5 separate regions of the Mus musculus genome follow, and regions 2, 3, 4 and 5 are each linked to region 1. Evidence: chromatin contacts called from public HiChIP or PLAC-seq and promoter capture Hi-C data. All regions are on one chromosome and are shown on one strand. The core of a region is the stretch at or near the end of the contact, and the rest is flanking DNA. Distances in the headings are between cores, read along the strand shown. Region 1 holds the start of Atp6v0e (ATPase, H+ transporting, lysosomal V0 subunit E). Region 2 overlaps Neurl1b (neuralized E3 ubiquitin protein ligase 1B). Region 3 overlaps Gm34455 (a long non-coding RNA gene). Region 4 holds the start of Nkx2-5 (NK2 homeobox 5). Region 5 has its middle 3.4 kb from the start of Gm34606.

Region 1 (2,799 bases), core at 90-2,589:
TACAGCTGGCTCAGTTAAAGTCTGAAAATCATTTGCAAAGATGGTACAGCTGCTGAAGGGTCCAATTAATTCAGGAATCCATTCTACTTGATGAAGAAATCAGGAGAGGTGGCTACTACGGGGAAATGGATCCACAGCCAGCACACTGGATTCAGCTGCCAGATCTCCCTTTTCATCTTGCTCTGTCTGCAAGCTTCTGCAAAACCAACCTCAGCTCAGCATGGTGCTTCACTGGCAATCCCAGCATTTGGGAGCTGTTGTGTTCCTCATAGCAAGTCCCTGGCCCCAAGGGAAAAAAAAACCTCCAAGAATTGCTCCCCTCCTCTGTGTCTCAGGAAGTTCATGGTGCAATGAGCCTACAATTCTGGCGAGCCACAATGATATTTCTGGCTAATTCCTATTCTTGTTTGTTTGTTTGTTTGTTTCGAGACAGGGTTTCCCTGTGTAGCCCTGGCTGTCCTGGTACTCACTCTGTAGAGCAGGCTGGCTTCGAACTCAGAAATCTGCCTGCCTCTGCCTCCTGAGTGCTGGGATTAAAGGCGTGTTCCACGATGCCCGGTGATAATTCCTATTCTTTTTTTTTTTAAGATTTATTTATTTATTATATGTAAGTACACTGTAGCTGTCTTCAGACACACCAGAAGAGGGAATCAGATCTTGTTACAGATGGTTGTGAGCCACCATGTGGTTGCTGGGATTTGAACTAAGGACCTTTGGAAGAGCAGTCGGGTGCTCTTACCTGCTGAGCCATCTCACCAGCCCCGATAATTCCTATTCTTATTGAAACTGTTGTGACAACTGGCGGGAATGCAAAGTAGGGCCTGGTCATCCTCAGCTGTCCATCTTCTCTGGAGATGTGACCTCTCTCAGATGGCTGTCAGATTTACTTCTGTAACTCAGACCCTGGCACTCTGTACAAGACACACAGCAGCACCAACGATTAAGAGCCTTACAACCGTGAAGTTACTTACAATGCGACTGTGATTCTTCACTTGCAGCAGAGATGGCGATTGTGAGTAGTTCATGGGCTATGGAAGAATGCAAAGCAGGAGCCTAGCATACAAGACTCTAGAACAGTAGTCCACTATTGTAGGTTTTACTTATTTATGTCTGCGCGTAAAATATAGATAAAACTGTAAATGACACATCACCAAAATGGGCCTAAGTTCTTTCCAGAAAACTCTGCTGGTCCCCTCCCCGGTGGCTGGAGGTTCATCTCAGTCAAGCCCCATGGAACCACAGCCTTGAGACTAGCCAGGTAAGGGCGGGGCTCTAGTCTAAGGGGCGGAGTCCGACGGTCGAGTCACGCCGCGCGCAAAGGGCGGGGCTTTAGCGCGCCGATCACGTGAGCCTCTGTTGACACTTCCGGGTGGGACGAGAGCGAGGCTCCGGACCGATTCGGCTGCTGGGGCGCAGGCATGGCATACCACGGCCTTACTGTGCCTTTGATCGTGATGAGCGTGTTCTGGGGCTTCGTGGGCCTCCTCGTGCCCTGGTTTATCCCCAAGGGTCCTAACCGGGGGTAAGTGCGCCAGGTCCAAGGTGGTGGGAGCGGAGGACCCCGGTGGGAGGATCACGGAGAGAAGGATCGTACGTGGAGGACTACGGCGGGAGGATGAGGCGGGGTGGACCACAGAGGGGAGGACCGCATGCGCTCCTCAGAGCCTGTCAACGTCCCCGGCTGGAGGGTGAGGTCACCTTTGGCGGCCCCTCCCGGAAGTGAATTTTAGGGAGTGCTTTTTGTCTTGATGGACTAAAAGTGTGCACTTCGACTGAAGAGAAATTAGGGCGCCTCCCAAGCCACTGTCGCTGCTTTGGTTCTGTCTTTGATGCACGGGAGGCTTTTTGCCTAAACCTCAAAGAAAGGGATCTGAGAACAGAAATCTCCCTCTCGCCCCCTTGCTGTCGCAGTTTCGGACTCAGACAAGCTTGATGCAGAGCGTTAAGTTCAGCCTTTGCAGCTAGTGGGCCCAACCCAAGCCAGGGTGAGCCTGATCTAAACGAGGTTAAATCACCCAGAGCTGAAGGCATTGTGTAGAAACCTCTGCGTCATACCTTCCAGGGCGCTCCTGCCCTTACTTGTAAACAGTATTTACAGTGGTTGGCCAAGATTTTCATTCCCCCATCTAAGGTTTGCAGAATACCGTTTTCTCTGTTTGGAGATAAACTTCTGTATTGCAGTGTAAAAACAAACCTTTTCAGAGGAGCCTAGGGCACCCTCTTTCTAGTTCCTCTTTTGAATTAAGTAATTTTTTCCCTCTCACTCAAGATCATGTGGAGGTGACACTTGATCTTAAGTAGTAGTGTGTCAGAAACGTCTCTTGCTTTAATGGTTAGACACTGAATGGTGGGTACATAGTGTTTAGCTCCACAACACTTTGTAGAGTAGACAATGTTTACTGAGTGGGCCATTTTGATTAGAGAAAGTTTTACTGTGGGTTTCTTTGTTTTGGGGGGGCTTTGGGGGGTTTGTTTGTTTGTTTGGGGGGGGGGTCAAGATAAGGTTTCTCTGTGTAGCCCTGGCCATCCTGGAACTCACTGTGTAGACCAGGCTAGCTCAAACTCAGAAATCCACCTGCCTCTGCCTCCCAAGTGCTGGGATTAAAGGTGTGCGCCACCACGCCCAGCTGAAGTTTTACTGTTTTGTGATATTGGCTTCTATTACTGTCTGGAATACACTGACTTTTAACAGTGTTTTTTCTATTAGCCTAAGAAAGCACTTTTAAAGATGTATGTATTATTTTATGTATATAAGTGTATAGCTGCATGTATGTAAGGGCATCATGCGTGCAATGTCCA
Region 2 (2,799 bases), core at 176-2,675, 240 kb before region 1:
TGCTGTCATTCTGAGGAAGCCCTTTGCATTGGGTGCCCGCCCCTCCCCGCTAGTCACTTTGATTCCTTTAGCGCTCATTATATTTATATTTGTGATCATTGGCTTATGCCACATACATCAGGACTAACACAGAGGGGCCCAGGGATGCTGGCTGGAGGAGAACCATCCCTCTTCCTGGCACAAAGGTGTGAGTCTGAGTGGCTCCCATCCTTCCTCTGCATGTACTCCAATGTCTGGGTCAGATTAAACAAATATCACACCAAAGCCACGTCATCGCAGGCTAGACAGTCTGAAATACTCAGTTGCTTCAATATTATTTAAGGAAGAAAGGGTCACAGCGGTGAGTGGCGAGCGGCAAAGGGTGGAGCCTGGGGAGGCATCTTCCCTTCTCCCTCCTGCTTCCTCCTCAGCTTAGCCATCCTGTGGGCCAAAGGGTCACCTGCTGTAGCAGTCCTCTGGCCTACCAGCTGCTTTTCTGGGTCTCAAGACTTACTGGCCTCATCCCATGCATTATGGTTCACATCCCTATCTCTCGACTTGTGGCTATAGGCAGGGGTTTGGGTAGTAGTGACTGACCAGGTAGAGAGACCCCAACTCCTCAGGTGATAACAGTGAGGATGGGCTATTCTCACCAAGGAAATTTGGGTGTGGGTACAGAAACCAGAGTAGCAGTCCTCCATAGGCCTTGCAAGTCATCATGTACCTGACTGTAAAGACCACAGGCCCTCTACTGCTGAGATAGAAGGCCCTGGATTTTGTGCTGGGTGCACTCATTCTCTTGAATTGTGTACGACAGCACACATAAAACACATGTAAAAGACAGTGCACATGGGGCTGAAGAAATTGCTCAAGCAGTTAAGAGCACTTGCGGCTCTTCCAGAGAACCCAGGTTCTATTCCTGGCACCCACAAGGTGGCTCACAAATATCTGTAATTCCAATCTTAGGGTATCCAACACCCTCTTCTGGCTTCTGTGGGTACCAGGTATATAGTACACACGCGCACACACACACACACACACAAACCACACATGAACATAAAAACAACAAAAATGTTTTAAAAGTACATATAAACACATTTTAAATATATATTCAGCTCTTAGAGCCACACAGGGTGTGGTTGGATGTATGTGTGTGTATGTGTAACATAATCTGAAGATAGTTATGTGTGCATATGTATAAACAGCTGTAGACTTGAACAAGCTGTCATAAAGCAAGACAATGTCCCCTGATCTGAGGACATGAGCAGGACATGGATGCCATCTCTGAACTTCCATGTTAGCCTCGCTTCTGTCTACTGCAACCAAATACCCGAGGCTTCATCAGAAAAGCATGATGCGCCGGCTGCAGGGCCTCTGGGAGCTGCTATTGGGGCGACAGGAGGAACAAGCAGGAGACATAGCATAGTGAAACTAGAAGCCGGAGAGTCGGTGGTCAGGCCTGCTCTCTTCCTAAAAACCTATTCTCACAGGACTGAGTAACTCTTCAGGCCAGCATTTACCCTTGGGGACCAGCACTGCCAATGGGCACCCAGATCCCTGCCCCTCAGAACCTGCAGTACCTCTCAATCTAGCCCCCAACACAGGAACCCCAGAGGACTTTGCAAAGTCTAGAATTCCCAAATGCACACTCCACCCTCCTGCTGCTTACCTGCCTCTCTCTGATACCCCAGCCTTGTACTGAGCCTGCTAGATGGAACTCTTGACTCTCCCCGACTCCTGCTCTCCCAGCAAATAGCACCTCCCACTCAATACACTGGCATCCTCGCTTCCTCTTTTCTCTACTGTCTCCATTCTGTCATGTGCCCTGTCCTTTCTGTTCCTGGTGGCATTGTGGTAAAGAACCCTGAATCTAGACAAGACAGCGTGGTTCTGTGCCTCCGTTCCCATGCTAAATGGCCGTAGTGATCGTTCATGCCTGTCGGTTGCTGTAGTCAATGAGATCCGAGAGCTCAGGTTAGCCTGCCACAGGCTAGGGCCCCAGTGTCAGATTTGCTCTTTAGGTTGATGTTTTGCTTTAAGTAGGGAAACAATAAAGGAACTTTCAATGCCCAGCTGTGCAAATGTATGAAAACCTCTGGAGGGAGAGAGAGAAAAGGACAAAGGAAGAAGCAAGAAGTCGGGCATGGTACATGAACTCCAGAACTTGGAACACTAAGACAGACATCACAAGTTCAAGAACGGGCCGGGCGGGGTGGGAGGAAAGAGGAAGCAGGGTGGAGATGGAAGGGAAAGAAGAACCTTCCAAAGCAGTGGGAGGTTGGGTACAGCAAGGACTGGAGGCTCAGGGAACACAAGCCAGTCCAGCCACCTGCAGCTATAAAGCCAGGGTAACCTGGATGGAAGTCTGAGGTCAGGAAGAGCGTGGGTGAGATCCAGGGGAGCTAGGGATCAGAAGTCAGGCAGATCTGGGGGCCAGGGCCTTACATTTAGGGCAATGGGGTTCTGCCTGACCCGTCTGTGATCTGAGTAGGGCCTGAAGTTTGAGATACGAGATCTAGAGGAGCCGGAGTCTAGAGTCTCATGTCTGAGGTTGCAGGGGTTGGCAATGTAAGCTCCAGGTTTTGAGGTTTGGGAGTTACGGACTGTGAAGTTAGAGGTAGAGGGAATCAGGAGTGTAGGATTTTAGACCTGAGGTTGGAGGTCGGTGGATCTGGGTAATGTGCAGGATCTGAGGTTGCAGGTCAGGGGCAACTGGAGTCCAGGGCCCTTAAGGCTTAAGGGACAAGGTCTGAGGCTTGAGGTCCTGGGTGCCAATTGCCTCTTGATACCTCTCTTCTGTCCCATAGAAAGCACCTTCGC
Region 3 (2,799 bases), core at 91-2,590, 200 kb before region 1:
GCCTTTGAGCCTCTGACCGTCAGAGCATTCTGCACCATCTGCCCTGGCTGCTTGCCTGGAGGAGTGCTAGACAACAGACCCAAGGCATGCATCACAGCTGTGTCTGATGGGGAAACTGGCTGATAGCTCACAACACACAGGGCCAAAGGGGAAGGCCCACAAAGCCTGTCAGGACCCTCCAACTTCATCCCGGAAGTATTGAGAATACCCAAGATTGAACACAGAACACCAGGCTCACTTTAGAGCTCCTGAATCAGTTGGGCTTGAGTACGGCCCTTGGTGGTGGTGTGGACTATACTGTGAGAACTGGCACCAAGGAAGGAACACACAGTGGTGAGGAGCAGTGGTGGGGAGCAGGAGCAGGGAGCAGGGTTAGGTACCCAGGCTGTCTATGGCAGTAAGGGCTACCTCAGCTAGGAGCCTGGGGACCAAGGACCTCGGGTTCTGTCCCCTGTGAGCTGCATTGAGTGAATCAAACAGGCCCTGAATCCATGGGACAGACAGGTGCTCCTCATCCCTGCTAGGAACAGCCTGCCTTCATTCTCTGTCCCCACAGGAGACTAGAGTGCCTGATGACAGGAAAGGGTTGTCAGAACAAGGCCAGGGTCCTGTTCCTGGCAATCCCATGCCTCAAAGGCTGTGTCAGGAAGAGGGTCTGTTTTCCCTCTGGGTCCAAGTTCTCAGCAGTCTTGTCCCAACAACCCATTAGAAGGGCCCATTCTGGAAAGCACCCTTCCCTCTGCATCCTTCAGAAGGGAACAGCACTGCAGATCCAGGGGAACTGTCCAGTGAAGGAAGGGGCTTTGACCTCCATTGACCACAAAAGGCTCCACACATCTGTCCCAGAGACTCTATTCCTCAAGGGCAGACAGATAGAAGTCTCCAAATGGCCTAATGCCTAGAAAATCATCTCTGGCAACCAAAGGGCCTGGAGCTCAGGATGGTCTATCTTCAGTAGCCCAGGATGGCCTAACTTCAGTAGCCCAGGGTGGCCTATCTTCAGTAGCCCAGGATGGCCTATCTTCAGTTCCCACCTAGCCAAATCTCTCCATTTCCCTCTCTCCCTCCCCTCTTCTTCCATTCTTGATTTTCTCCTTCCATGACTCCCTTCCTTTCCCTCCCTCCTTCCTTCTCTCATGGCTTACAATGTATAAGGAAGGGCAGTAACTCACACTTTATATATAATTGGTTTACATATTTTACAAACAAGTTATAAAATTATGTCAGGTGTCAGGAAGCATGCTAAGGTGAAACTAAGGAGAAATGGGGCTAAAGAGGAGACTTAGGGTGAAGAGGAAGCTGTGGGGCAGGCCGCACTGATCTCTGGGTAACGACCTGGAAGAGGAAGTACCTGGCCCTGGGAGCAACTTGGGAAGGGCAAGAATCAGGAGCCTCTGTACCCTGCCCAGAGGTGGGCAGGGAAGCCTGAGAGAGTGGCCAAGGAGTGTTAGAGGGCTGGAGAGCCCAGGGTCCCAGCTGGGCGAGGCAGTGGTGGGGATGTAGCAAGCATCTTCTGGTGGGGAGGGGAGAGCAGGGAGTGAGGGCGGCTCATGGGTTGGGACTGAGGGCTGAAGGAAGCCCTCAGTGAGGCTCTGATAGGAAGATGGAAGGGAGAAGCTTTGGGGGCCAAGACTAAGTGGTAAGTGTGGACTCCAGACACACAGAGCACCAGATCCCAGAAGCAAGACTCAGCCCTGCTCCTGGGCAGGTCCTAGGAAAACAGAGCAGTTCCTGGTGAGGCTGGAGCAGGGAATTCTGGGACAAGTGATGCATGTCCCTCTAAGGAGCCTCCTGTTGGAGTAGCCTCTCTCTTATTAAGTTGCTTCTTATTACAGTTTCTTTAATGACTCAGTTTCTTTAATGTTTTTTACTCTGAAAGTTTTTGCTGTGTACCAAGTACTAAGTTCATTTCTGTACATAGTGACAAATATGGCCAGTTGCTCACACACATGTATGTTGCACACACCCACCCACATATGCATGCACGCATGGATGCACTCACACATGATAAAGGAGCCTAGGATCCAGACCCAACCTCATTTTACCTCCAGTTCTGAATTCTATGTCCTCTGGATTAGGAGGGGCCAGCACAATGAGGAGGGGCCTGGGAAACTGGGCCAGGCAGAATACTTCATACCAGCACACAGAATGTCCTGACTACTCTTGATCCCGTGAGGCCTGAAAAGGGTCACCCTCTGTCCCCAGCCTTCCTTTTTACCGCCCTATAGTGGAGACAATGGCATCACCTGTGGGAACTGTCATAGAGGCTCCATGAGAATCTTCACAGGATTCATCCATAATTGCTGCCTTCTCCATGTTGAAGGGGACATATTCCACCACTACTCATGGAGCAAAACTCCTTCCCAGGCTGGGGTGGCAGATTCAAGTACCTGGTGATGATTGAACTCTGGCAAGTTCTTTTGCATCTCAGAGATGCTGGGGAAAGAGGGCCGGCAGGAGGTAAGTATTAGCGGCTTCGCACCCCAACCCAACCACAGTCACTGCAGAGGTAACCAGGCCACACAGATTTCCCACTGTCACTTGACATAGCAGATCCAGTTCCTGACTTAGAACCTGTGCAGGGGTGGGCAGCCCCACCTTCCTCCTGCCAGAGCTCACACATCTGCTCCTCCGTTCGTACCCAGGCCAAGGGTACGAACAAGCAGGTTCTGGGCTCAGCCCATCCTCTAGAAGCCTCCCTGACACTGGCTTTACCACAGCCCAGTAGAGTAAGGGAGGCTTCTCCCAGGCAGAAGGTGTGTTCCAGAGCCGCTTCCTCCTATTGAGCCCCAGCCCCTT
Region 4 (2,799 bases), core at 179-2,678, 170 kb after region 1:
AGTCCTTCTCCAATGTTCCTGGACCTTCTCTCTGCTCCCAGGGAAAACCTAGGAACGTCCTCTAACTCGCAGAAACCATTGGGCCTCTCTGGCTTTACTCAGCACAGGATCTGGGCCTGGGACTTCCCTGCTCCTTCTGTGAGCTGGCCAGGAGCCCCTCTCCCTACTCTGAGATATTTGGTATTCGGCCACCTTCGGAAGCCTGCTCTTCACTTCTCAGTGTCTTTATTCGTTCCGTATTTCCCAACAGTTCCCAGAAAGGAATTTCTGCCTGATCCTGCCTGGAGATTGTACTAGAAAAACAAAGCCAACCCCAGCTCCTGGGATCCGCAGCATCGCATCTCAAAATCACAACCCGGTCCCCAGACTCCTCTCTTTTGGCACAAAGGAGGCAAGGCCCAGAAAGGCAGGGTGGGCTACACAAGGCCCAGGATACACGGGGCTAAGCTTTCGGTTTAGCAGTTCTCAGTGTCTCAAAGTACCCCCAAATCTGGAAGAGATTTTAACTCTCCAGTACGAAGATTTGTTCTAACGCGGATTGTTAGATAGCTTAACTTTGTAACAGATCCAAGAACAAGGCCCTAACCTACTGGGGTTTTGTAGGCCGAAAACAACATTTTAATCTTCTCTCTCTCTCTCTCTCTCTCTCTCACTCTCACTCTCTCACTCTCTCCCTCTCTCTCTCTCCCTTCTTTTTTCCTGACCCTCTAAATTCGGCGTTCCCTCTAAACTTCGGACTGACTGCGGGACAGCCTGGAATCTTATACTCCAAACTCCCCGCGCCCAGCCTTCACCCCGGACTGAGCTACTGTCAGGCCTGGGTTTCTTGGCTCAGGGTTTTGGACATGAAAGCGATTCCAGAAGGGAAGAGCTTGAGGTTCTCCTTACCTTTTTTATCCGCCCGAGGGTCTTTGGCTGGGTCAGGGTCACCGTAGGCTCCCGGGTAAAATGTGGGGGCGGCTGGGAAAGCAGGAGAGCACTTGGGGGGCGAAGGCGCGGGGCCCATCTCCGCGCGCAGCTCTGCCAGGCCGGACGCTGCCGCCTCGGGGCCAGAGTAGGCCTCGGGCTTGAAGGCGGCCAGCATGCAGGAGGCAGGGGCCAGGGTGGCCTCGAGGCGCGCAGACAGGTCCCCAGACGCCAGGCTACGCTGCTGCTGCTCCAGGTTCAGGATGTCTTTGACTGAGAAAGGCGTGGGTGTGAGCGCAGGGCTGGGGAACATGGTGGCGACGCAGGTTTCACAGCGCCAGGTGGGTAGCAGAGAGTGGTGCTGCCCACCCCTGGGGACAGCCTCCCCGCATGGTGCCCGCCGCCCGCCCGCGCACCCGCCTCTCTGCCCTGGATGTGGCGCGCGGCAGCAGGTAGCGCGGAGCACCAGGGGCAGAAGAGGCGGGAGCAGGCTGGAGTAGGGGGGATTCAGCCTGCCATTGGGCCAGGGGCCTGGATGACAGGAGCGACGGGCAGTTCTGCGTCACCTAATATAGACATAGGGATGGGAAAAAAAAATCCTGCTCAGCTTTTTTTAAAGGGGCCGCGACACATTTGGGATAGTCTCCCACTCCTGCAAGGAGATTGCTCCTCGTTAGCCTGAAAATCCCAGCCAGACACACTCAAAGAAAATACCTGATTCTGTTATGCTGAGTCTAAACGCAGGGTTGGGGGTGGGTCGAGGATTTGAATAAATATTCTTTGCACTGTGTCCTGTATCACTAAATGGGCTGGTGAGGATGGATTGAAAGCCAGAAGAGGGGGGTTATTTTCAGGGATCAAGACTATGACTACAATATTGTTTACTGAAGTCTGCCTAAGAGTAGCCTGCATAGAAAGAGAATCACAGAGAAGACAGTTGTTCTGGGACGAACACTGAGTTTAACACATGAGTTTAAGAATTGGATTGGGGAGCGGTAGTTAATTTGACCTACAGGACCAAATTCAACCCAGGAACCCAGAGGGGCCCCAAGGGGTTCTGAGCTGAATGGAAAGGTGAAGTGGCTAATTGTGGGGTGGGAGTGGCCACCTGCTTCAGACTAAGCGGTGGGGCCAGGCACCTCTCCAGAGAGAAGGAAGCATTGTTGGGGAATTGACTCTTCCTGGAGGAGAGCTGCCTTCTGGGTTGTCTGCCTGGATTCTCCTGAAGCCCAAGCTGCTTCATTTTTCACCCTCCTAGGCCACCACAAAAGTCCCAGACCCTTTCTAGCCCGATCCTCCAGGGCCTTCCTGGGCTTCTACTCCACGGGGCAGAGGACAGATCAGGCAGGTGGAGGGACATTTTCAGTCCAGTGCTGCTTCTGTCTGAAAACTGTCAGGGTTTAAGGAACCCAGGTTCTGTACTAAGACAACTGTCTGGATCTAAGGAACACTTGGGCCCTCCCAGACCCAACAGAGTGGGACTTTTTCCTGCTGTAATCTCAAAAAGAGAAGGCACATCGATTCCAGGCAAAACCTCCCCCACCGAAGGTATATGGTAAGGCTAACCTCTGGGAGAGCTTGGGCTCACCACACCGATTTGCAAAGGGGATGTGCCCTTGAAAATTCATGTGGTGAGGGTCCATCACCTGTTTTCGGATATAAGGATTCCCAGAGTGAACAGATCTGTGAGTCAGAAGGCACACAGATATGAAGGACGAGTTGGCCACCAGAGGAGAGGCTTTTGGAATAGAAACGGAGTGTGAGTGTAGGGTCAAAGGTTAGCTAAACAAGTCACTCTTAAGTCATGAACCCAAAGTCCAGAGATCAAAACTTTTGTGAGTGCAGAGTGTGAACTGTCCCTCCTGGCAGGGCAGTGTGGGCCATTGGGCGCTG
Region 5 (2,799 bases), core at 89-2,588, 140 kb before region 1:
AAGACAAAGACCATAGTGATCTAGCACACCATATTGCAAGACAGTGAGGTAGACTTTACTGTGAAGTTCCTGTAGAACCTAAGGCAGGTGTGACACACTGGGCTTTTAAAGTCTTCTGGAAACTCTATTAACATCCTTGGTGTTTTCTTAATCTTCCTTCTTTCCCATACAGGTCTTCACCCTCCATCCCATGACCACAGCTAAGAGTCTGAACACTTGATCCCAAATCAGTGGGCTGGGCTACCACCCCCCACCCCCAGGCCTTCCTCATGCTCAGAGAAGAGCGACAAGAAAAATTTTACAGAATTGCTAGGATCTGGGACAGAACTTCCACTCACCCCCGCCCCCCCCCAAGAGTGGCATTATTCGAATGGGCAGAACCTTTCAGAGGTAGGGCACTCTGAGAGGTCGTCTGGCTGTCTGTGAGAAGAAGGGAGGGAGGGTGTGCTCTTGATGGAGATGCTGAGGTCTTGGCCATTTTCTTTACTCCTTTGTTTCCCACTGCTGTGAGGTGGACAGCTGTGCTCCCATTGTGCACCTCTGCCATGATGTGCTGTGTCGCCATCATGGGTGGACTAGGACCTCAGCAAACGTTTTCTTGTTAGCAAGGGCTTATACACTCCACATATGCTGTCATCCTTATGGTTGTTCCAGGTCCTGGTCTCAGGTCACACTCTGAACCATTTAAACAAAGATAGGAGACTCTACCTCTAACTGCTTGGGCAGATGGGGGATTCACACAACAAAGATACTGCCAGAGTTATTTAAGTCCATCACTGTTGCTTGCTCCCTTTGAATAGTTGTTACCAGGGTTCCTCTTGCTCACATGCAGAATTAGGACTTTCCTTATAAGTGGACAGGGAACTTAATGACAGACCAGGACTTACTGATCATTGGGACCCTTGTGCTGCCCCTTAGAGACATATACTCTGATATAAGGATAGGGCTAATGACTGTATGTCCGGGTTGTCTCCTTTTGTTATGGGAATTGAGCCCAGCTGGAGGTCAATCTTGGTGAATAAAACATTAGCATAAACTCTCAGCAATCCTAAACTTCAATTCTGCTACACAATTTTCTTTCTGACAGATTCTAACAACCCTGATTAGTACAGGGCTATCTTCCAGTCATATTGGAAGCAGTGCTCCTTTAGCTAAATTCTGGTTTGGGTAATTTATTATTTCCTAAGCAAATTAGTAAATCCCTTATACTTACGCCAGTACAAAGTCTTTAAGATACACAGTTTCCAACACTTACTTCCTGGTTGTACTCACTTCCTCAATCCAGGCTAAAAGGCTACGTCATCCCGTCATCCTCTCTGCTGACGTCACCACTTGCCCCACCCTGCCCCTCCCATCCACATCACTGACTCCTAATCCAAGTTCAGCTTTAGGTGAGAAGAGCCAGGGAGCCACACTTTCTCTCCCCCAGGCTGCTTCTTTGGCTTTTGGCCTTTTCCTGTCCTATTTCAGACCCTCTGGCTCACTCCCACAGAAGCTAAGCAAACGAACTGGAATCAGTGGGTCTGCGTCCCCCACCCCCGGGGGGGGGGCATTTGAATGTTAAGTTAAACCAGGTTTTATACTTTGGTGAAAGGAGCAAGGTGGTGAGATTATCCAGTGATCCCTGGAGCATTCTTTCCTGTGTGTAGTAGGAACTCTTAATAAACAGTGTCCTGTTAGAAGCAAACATGTTAGACACAGTGAAACTATAGTATATATTTTAACAAGCCTATACAAGGTATATGGTAGTATTTCCTCGGGGCTGGAAAGAAGGCTCAGCAATTAAGAGCTCCTGCTGCTCTTACAGAGGACCCAGGTTTGGTTCCCAGCACTCAGCCTGAGCAGCTCGCACCACCTGTGACTCCAGCCCCAGGGAATCCCACTCCTTCCCCCACTTCCCACAGGCACCTCCTTCCTCTCTCTCTCTCTCTCTCTCTCTCTCTCTCTCTCTACACACACACACACAATTTCTAAATAAATAAATCTTTTTAAAAAATACTATTTACAAACTCAATCACTGATATAAAATACCCCAACATAAGTTGTGACCATCTTTTCAGGAAAATTATAAAATTATAATTATAAAATTAGGTGATATTAAAGAAGATCTGGGTATAACATATAGAGGTGAATGCATGTTCATTGTCAAAAAAAGGACAATGTATACAAAGTATTGTCTGTTCCAATCAAAGTTCAATAGAGCTTTTCATATAATTCAGTAAGTTGAATGTTCAATTTAGACAGACAGCAAAGAGTCAAGAAAGGCTAAATGCCTGTAAATCAGAATTCTGGACAGAGAGCTGACCCATCAAGTACCAAATTTTATTATAGTGGCCATAATTAAGATAACATGAAATTGGCATAGGAATTAATAAATGATATTTAGAAGAGAAAGCCCCTAGTGGGCCACATACATTAGAAAATCTGATTTCTGTTAAAGGCTATATGTCATGATTCTGTATCAAAAGTTACCCAGTTACACACACTCACACATGTACACTCACATATACACACACATACATGCACAAATGTAGACATATACACACATATGCACACATACATTCATACACACGCACATACAAACATGTGCACACAAACTCATACACACAAATGCATGTACAAATACCCCTACACACACACACACAATTCCAGGTGGCTCCAAGTCTTGTGTGTAAAGAAAAACCTTGAAATTCTTACAAGAAAATATAGACTATATGTATCATCTCAGGTAGAGACAGGGGTCTTAAAATACAGAAAGAACAACTACATTTGCTCACTTTGAAATAATTGCTGTCTGTC

Evidence for each region. Promoter capture Hi-C pulls out the DNA fragments that hold promoters and counts their contacts. HiChIP or PLAC-seq counts read pairs in DNA pulled down with a chosen protein or histone mark.
Region 2: an H3K4me3 HiChIP or PLAC-seq map of bone marrow-derived macrophages shows a contact between it and region 1, with 4 times the contacts expected there. The contact joins the enhancer-like site here to the promoter of Atp6v0e in region 1. A contact is called at or near these places in 1 of 39 promoter capture datasets (liver), 1 of 484 Hi-C or Micro-C datasets (bone marrow-derived macrophages), 15 of 115 datasets of contacts at active chromatin or transcription factors (the SCID.adh cell line, bone marrow-derived macrophages, embryonic forebrain and 6 more) and 2 of 9 other capture datasets (adipose tissue and liver).
Region 3: a promoter capture Hi-C map of neutrophils shows a contact between it and region 1, with 4 times the contacts expected there. The contact joins the enhancer-like site here to the promoter of Atp6v0e in region 1. A contact is called at or near these places in 7 of 39 promoter capture datasets (the C10 cell line, cranial neural crest, embryonic stem cells and 3 more), 1 of 15 datasets of contacts at CTCF or cohesin (the NIH/3T3 cell line), 2 of 484 Hi-C or Micro-C datasets (bone marrow-derived macrophages and germline stem cells), 17 of 115 datasets of contacts at active chromatin or transcription factors (the 230-238 cell line, the HPC-7 cell line, the NIH/3T3 cell line and 10 more) and 2 of 9 other capture datasets (adipose tissue and liver).
Region 4: a contact with region 1 is called in a promoter capture Hi-C map of the SN4741 cell line, with 5 times the contacts expected there. The contact joins the promoter of Nkx2-5 here to the promoter of Atp6v0e in region 1. A contact is called at or near these places in 9 of 39 promoter capture datasets (3T3-L1-derived adipocytes, the SN4741 cell line, embryonic stem cells and 5 more), 1 of 15 datasets of contacts at CTCF or cohesin (CD8 T cells), 3 of 484 Hi-C or Micro-C datasets (B cells, the HL-1 cell line and the N1E-115 cell line), 17 of 115 datasets of contacts at active chromatin or transcription factors (the SCID.adh cell line, T-cell acute lymphoblastic leukemia, bone marrow-derived macrophages and 8 more) and 3 of 9 other capture datasets (adipose tissue, embryonic stem cells and liver).
Region 5: an H3K4me3 HiChIP or PLAC-seq map of bone marrow-derived macrophages shows a contact between it and region 1, with 2.3 times the contacts expected there. The contact joins the enhancer-like site here to the promoter of Atp6v0e in region 1. A contact is called at or near these places in 1 of 39 promoter capture datasets (the C10 cell line), 1 of 484 Hi-C or Micro-C datasets (B cells), 4 of 115 datasets of contacts at active chromatin or transcription factors (bone marrow-derived macrophages, embryonic stem cells and pancreatic cancer cells) and 3 of 9 other capture datasets (adipose tissue, liver and pancreatic islet).

The regions. Positions count from the first base shown.
Region 1 is chr17:26,675,057-26,677,855 of GRCm38.p6, forward strand. Atp6v0e (ATPase, H+ transporting, lysosomal V0 subunit E) reads left to right here and starts at 1,340. Exons shown (of 4, transcript NM_025272.2): 1 at 1,340-1,522. The coding sequence starts at 1,419.
Region 2 is chr17:26,435,881-26,438,679 of GRCm38.p6, forward strand. Neurl1b (neuralized E3 ubiquitin protein ligase 1B) reads left to right here. Exons shown (of 5, transcript NM_001081656.3): 3 at 2,787-2,799. Among named protein-coding and RNA genes, the nearest start is that of Neurl1b, 22 kb to the left of the region's middle. Within about 2 kb of position 1,426, at least 48 of the 459 cell types and tissues checked have an H3K27ac peak or open chromatin away from gene starts, as enhancers often do. A contact at or near this core is called in adipose tissue, bone marrow-derived macrophages and microglia, where this site is marked.
Region 3 is chr17:26,479,806-26,482,604 of GRCm38.p6, forward strand. The region is part of intron 1 of Gm34455 (a long non-coding RNA gene); the gene reads right to left. Among named protein-coding and RNA genes, the nearest start is that of Gm34455, 23 kb to the right of the region's middle. Within about 2 kb of position 1,341, at least 13 of the 459 cell types and tissues checked have an H3K27ac peak or open chromatin away from gene starts, as enhancers often do. A contact at or near this core is called in the HPC-7 cell line and neutrophils, where this site is marked.
Region 4 is chr17:26,840,137-26,842,935 of GRCm38.p6, forward strand. Nkx2-5 (NK2 homeobox 5) reads right to left here and starts at 1,429. Exons shown (of 2, transcript NM_008700.2): 1 at 889-1,429. The coding sequence starts at 1,219.
Region 5 is chr17:26,536,958-26,539,756 of GRCm38.p6, forward strand. No RefSeq gene overlaps it. Among named protein-coding and RNA genes, the nearest start is that of Gm34606, 3.4 kb to the left of the region's middle. Within about 2 kb of position 1,339, at least 124 of the 459 cell types and tissues checked have an H3K27ac peak or open chromatin away from gene starts, as enhancers often do. A contact at or near this core is called in B cells, bone marrow-derived macrophages, embryonic stem cells and 1 more, where this site is marked.